Regions from separate parts of the Gossypium arboreum genome. Here region 1 is linked to region 2. The links are chromatin contacts, called in public Hi-C maps. All regions are on one chromosome and are shown on one strand. The core of a region is the stretch at or near the end of the contact, and the rest is flanking DNA. Distances in the headings are between cores, read along the strand shown. Region 1 holds the start of LOC108457077 (phosphoethanolamine N-methyltransferase 1-like). Region 2 holds the start of LOC108480933 (probable calcium-binding protein CML27).

Evidence for each region. Hi-C and Micro-C count contacts between places; a contact is called where the count stands out from the background.
Region 1: a Hi-C map of leaf shows a contact between it and region 2, with 3 times the contacts expected there. The contact joins the promoter of LOC108457077 here to the promoter of LOC108480933 in region 2. A contact is called at or near these places in 2 of 5 Hi-C or Micro-C datasets (both in leaf).

Annotation. Positions count from the first base shown.
Region 1 is chr3:67,648,621-67,651,748 of ASM2569848v2, reverse strand. It overlaps LOC108457077 (phosphoethanolamine N-methyltransferase 1-like), which reads left to right and starts at 1,640. Exons shown (of 12, transcript XM_017755899.2): 1 at 1,640-1,986; 2 at 2,175-2,299; 3 at 2,601-2,738; 4 at 2,817-2,954. The coding sequence starts at 1,974.
Region 2 is chr3:67,382,392-67,385,143 of ASM2569848v2, reverse strand. It overlaps LOC108480933 (probable calcium-binding protein CML27), which reads left to right and starts at 1,299. Exons shown (of 1, transcript XM_017784084.2): 1 at 1,299-2,202. The coding sequence starts at 1,533. The coding sequence ends at 2,024.

The DNA.
Region 1 (3,128 bases), core at 391-2,890, 270 kb before region 2:
TTCATGTGATATTTGAGAGGATTATATTTAAAATTTAAACTCAAAATAAAAATTGTGGTGCATATTTAAAGTAGACTCAGCATTCAGCACAATAATTCTTTTTAATTGATTATCCCCTATTTTAATATTACTAAGAGAAATAAATCTTTTTCTATGTTTTTAATTTAAATTTATAACACAACAATTTATTAAAAATACAATCTCTTTTATTTATTTAAAACAAACTTTATTTATATAGGTATATTTATGTTGGTCTAATTTATAAGCTTAAAATTTTGTTTAAATAGCATAAATTTGTAAATAATTAATACAAATTCGTTTTAAATATATTTATATATTTTAATTTTTATAAAAATATAATATTTTAATTTAATATTTAATATTTAATATTTAATATAATTTTTATCAAAAATATTAAATATAAAAGCTTAACATATATTTTTTAATATTTACAGTACAATATCGTCATATATTATTATAAATTAATTTCATGTAGTACATAAATATATGAAAATTTAGAAAGAGATTCATCAATACGGGTGTAAAACTATGCAAAATTAAAGTTATTCAAACGTGTTTGTGTATATATATATTGTTTAAACACATAGTTTGAAACTAATATTTTCATCCAAACTCTACCCTTATCGAATGAAATTTTGGACAGATGACACTATTAAGCTATTTTACTGCTTGATTTGTCGTCACACTTTGACCATTTGTGGAGTTAAAATTTATTTGGTATTTGAGAGAATTTGATTGAGTTAGAAAAATAAAATTTTAATCACATTGTATTCATGTAATGTATCATATGATTGAAAAAATAAACATGTTAAATTAAAAATTTTGATGAAACTACCAACAACAATAATAATTAGATTAGAATTTTTAAATTGAAAATAAAAAAATTAAAATTTTAACTTTTAAACTAAAATCTCAATTTTATACAAATTTAAGTACTAAGAGCACATTTTAACCCAAATTAAAAGTAAAATGAGCTTTTTAAGCATAATAAATTCTTTTATACCATCTCTAAACTAATTATAGGCTTTAGCTAATGAAGTCTTGGTTCAATTGGCAAAGGCGAAGCCCTTGAGCTTTGATTATTCTAGTTTGAGACTAATCATTTGCAATTATATGCATGAATCTCGAAGTTCCACTATGTGCAACTATCATGAGTTTAATTTAATTTGTTAACTATGCCAATTCTTAATATGATTGTAAAGTAATAGTTTAATTTTATTTTGTGATTGACAAAATATCTTACATATATTTTTATAATATTTATACCACTTAAAAAAACTATAAAATTTAAATCTTAAAACGAGATATTAGGAGCTTAAGCTTTTTTAACAAAAAAATGATATTAATAAAATTTTGAACACTATGGAGATAATAAGTTTTTTAAGAAAAAATTGATTGAGTCAGTTTACATTTGTGGCAATGGATTCAGTGTTAGTAATATATATATATTAAGCAAAATTAATACAGTTGAATGTAAATAAATTTGGATTCGGTTATACAAATCAGTATTTTTACGATTTTCTGATATTGATTTGATTTGATTTGTTTTGTCGTCTACCTAAACAGGCCTTAGATTTGTTAACATAATGCATTGATCCGACCCGACCCAAATTATAATCAGGTCTAGCATTTCCCCAGCCCTTACTCTATAAAAGGCGAGATGAAGCATTCTCAGTTTCCCGCACCAGAAGCAGTAGAAATTGGCAATTGCTGTGTGTGAGAGAGAGAGTGAGAGTAATAGTAGTATCAATAATTTGGCTTAGGTTGCATCTCTGTGTCTGATGCAACAGAGAGGAAGGACTAACAACCGTAGATCAAGGTCTTTCTCCAGATCTCGGCTTGCTGTCGAAGGATTTTAGTTCCCCTTTTCACTCCCCATTAAAAAATAAAAAAAATATCTTAAAAAAAAATCAATTCCTCTCAGAGCTCACTAGAGATCTTCTCTGTTAACCATGGCGGCTAACGGTGAGATCTCCACCTTCATATTGATCATTTCTTGCGTTGTTTTTTTCAACTTAGAACCAAAGGACAATTGGAATGGATTGACATTGTTTAATCAACATTTGCGAACCCACACATGGATCTCTCATCGACCTTTAACTAATATTTAAGAAGAAAATTTAAAATTTGATTGTTCTGTAAATTATATATAGGATTTGTAGGAGATGAACGCAAAGTTCAAAAGAATTACTGGATTGAACACTCGGTTGATCTTACGGTGGAGGCTATGATGCTCGACTCCAAAGCCGCTGATATTGACAAAGAAGAACGTCCCGAAGTAATATTTCCTTTCTTCCTTCCTTTTTGTTTTCTGCATTGTTTATTTTTTTCTTCATTAAGTTAATTTAACAAGTTCATTTTTAACTATATTTACAGTTTTAAATTTATTTCCTTTTTGGCTTTCATATTTAAGTAAAAATTGTTTATCTATTAATATCTTCAGTTGTTATCATGAAACCATAGTTTAATGAGCATTTATGCTTATTATTGCCTTTTAATTGTTGCTGCTGTTCTTTTGTACTTAATTTTAAACTTCAGTTGTTATTTAGATTCCTAAATTTCATTGTTGATATTTGCAGGTGCTCTCCTTACTCCCACCGTATGAAGGGAAAACCATTTTGGAACTAGGAGCTGGCATTGGTCGATTTACTGGTGACTTAGCTAAGAAGGCTGGTCATGTTATAGCATTAGACTTCATTGAGAATGTTATAAAGAAGGTCATTGAAACTCAACCTGACAGAAAATTTTTAGTTTGCTAATTAATAAGGGACTTGACTGGATTTCATTAATTGCAGAATGAAACCATCAATGGGCATTATAAGAACGTCAAATTCCTCTGTGCGGATGTCACTTCCCCTGATTTGGCTTTTACAGAAGGATCATTGGACTTGATTTTCTCAAACTGGCTGTTGATGTATCTCTCAGATAAAGAGGTGATTTTTGTTGCTTCTTCTTCAATAACATGGAAAAAAAAAAAAAAGAGAGTTCTTAGGGGCAAATTAGCTATTGATTTCAATTTTTTTTTACTTGCTGAATTCGGCTACCCCATTTTTGGCTTTCAAATTTCTAATAAAGCATATTTTTGAGTATATCTGTCTGAAAGTATT
Region 2 (2,752 bases), core at 50-2,549:
GTACAAAGTAATTCATCTTATTATTTGCATCGATTTGAACTTGTCATGACAATTTCATTAATGGAAAAAAAACGACATTGTTATAGATAGGACCAAAATTGTTAAATCCATAGACAAATTAAATATTAACAAAAAAAAATAGACAAGTTAATTATTAATATGTAGTTTGAAGATGATTTTTTTCGGCTAAATTATAATAAAAAAAGGAAGGATAAATTACACCAATAGTTACTCAACTTTGATTTCAATAACAAAACAAGCACTCAACTTTCAACTCAGTCACTCAGCTTTTAAAAAATAACAAATCAGTCACTAACATTATCGAAAAGTAACAAATCAGTCACCCATTAACATTTTTTGTTATAGGCCTAACGAAATAGGTGGTGTAGTTAGTTAACTAGCTGACGTTGTCAGTTAACTTGCCGCGTTATACATAAGTTGGACATGAACTAAAAAAATAATTTCTTTTTCATTTATGCTCAATAATCCTTTCTATTTCCTCCCACTTTCTTTCACTTTCCAAGCAACCAATCAAACTAAAAAAGAAAAGCATAAGAAAAACAATTAAAACAGAAAAATCAAATTAATTTATACTGAAAACAAACAAAACTAACCATCAACAGCGGTGTTCTGAGCCTTACAAACTACACGTCCGACTCAACTCGGATCCTGATTGTCAATCTGGATGACTGAGTCAGCGATGTCAACCTGGGTTTAATTTTGAGACCACAAAATTTCGAAAATCTTATGGATATTCTCCAATCAAAAAGAAAAGAAGGGGCAGAGACAAGAACATTAGTCGGAATTGTGGAGGAAACCATGGGAAGAAGAAAAAAATTCAAAAGAAAAAGGTAAAAATTTCAAAAAGAGTGAAGGATTGGATAATAAATGAGTGCTTTTTGGATGATATGAAAGGAGAACACATGAAAACTTGGACTGTGACGATTGGGTTCTTAGAGTGAGGGATTGGACGATATAACCATTTCTTCTCTTCTTCTTCTTCTTCTTCTTTTTCTTCTACTGCCCAGCTAGAGTTCTTAAATGAGGCTGTTTAAATGACAACAAAACCTCCAACGTGCCCGATTAAATGATAGCAAGGACTCGAACATGGCCAATTAAATAACAAGTCACTTTTTCGTCATGTTTGTAAAGGAAAATAATTACTATGACTGATTTATCATTTTTAAAAATTAAGTAACTATTTTGTTATTAAAATCAAAATTGAGTGAGTATTTAATGTACTTTACCCTAAAATGAATAGGGTTAAAAGAAATTTAGTTGAATAAATGGGGGGGGGGGGGGGGTTTACAGAAACAAATTTCAAATTTCAAATAATAATGGGTATCATCACAAATTTACTTATTTTGCAGTTGTAATAAGGGTGAAGTGGTATGAGGAAGGGATAAAGTAGGATTATTAGAGTAGCATTTAACTGTTGTTCTGTTTTGCCTCCAGGCTTATAAAGCCCACCTCGACTTCCAAATCGGCTCCCACAATTACTCCATTTTCCTTTCTTTGAGGTTAAAGCAACCATGTCGGCAACTCCAACCCAGAAATCCTCCAACGTCAACCAGGAGGAACTCCAAAAAGTCTTCAACCAGTTCGACGCCAACAGGGACGGCAAGATCTCGGTGACGGAGCTCCGCGATGTGTTGAAATCAATGGGCTCCAGCATCACTGAGGAAGAACTCAAACGTGTCTTGGAAGACATCGACACCGACAAAGACGGCTTCATCAACCTCTCCGAGTTCTCCTCTCTCTTCCGGTCTTCATCCGATGAAGTCACCGCCGCCTTGGAGCTGCGCGACGCCTTCGATTTGTACGACCAGGACAAGAACGGCCTGATTTCGACGAGCGAGTTGCACCTGGTTCTGAATCAGCTAGGGATGAAGTGTTCGGTTGATGATTGTGTTAGGATGATCAAGTCCGTAGATTCAGACGGTGATGGCAATGTCAATTTCGAGGAGTTCCAGAAGATGATGAGTGCTTCCTTGGCGACTAATGGCAAAGGATCTAAGGCGTAGGATTCATAAATTTTTAATTGATTGAAAGAAAGGTAAGGCTTAGGCTTAGACCCTTAGGGCTGTGTTGTTTGTGTTTTGTTTCTTCATAAATAATTTCTTCATAACATATGAAATTGCCGTCTTCTTGAATTATTCTAAACTTCATGGAATCAAATAAAAAAATTGATTACGCTTACAATTACCCAGGGTGGGTTTCTTTTTATTTTCATTTTGCCTGCAATTTTGCTGTTTTTACATTTAGCCCCTACCAACCACCAACCCTTGGATTTAGGAGAAATAGTCTGGCTGTAACCAAATCAGATAAATCTTTAATTCAAACAGTACGCTAAATGTTTGAACATTTTGTCACCAATTCAAATTTCATCATATTTCTTTTCAATTTTATAATTTGGCTGTTGGGTACCGATTATAATTTATAAATTTTAAATTAATAATAGTAAAATTATATTTTACTTCTTAAAAATAATAAAATTTAATTTAAACTTTTAAAAATTATAAAATATAAACTATTAAAATAAAAAATTATATTTTTATTTTTTAAAATATAAAATTTAGTTCTGATCTTAATTTTTTTTCTAATTTCGTAATTTAGGATATTTTCTTCGATTGGAAATAAAGATTGTTAAAGACTCGTGTCAACTTTTATAGAACACAAATAATGTTTAGCATTTGCGAAGACAAGTAGGAATTTGTAAGAAGTGAAAAGGACACATAAAAGAAATTATTAT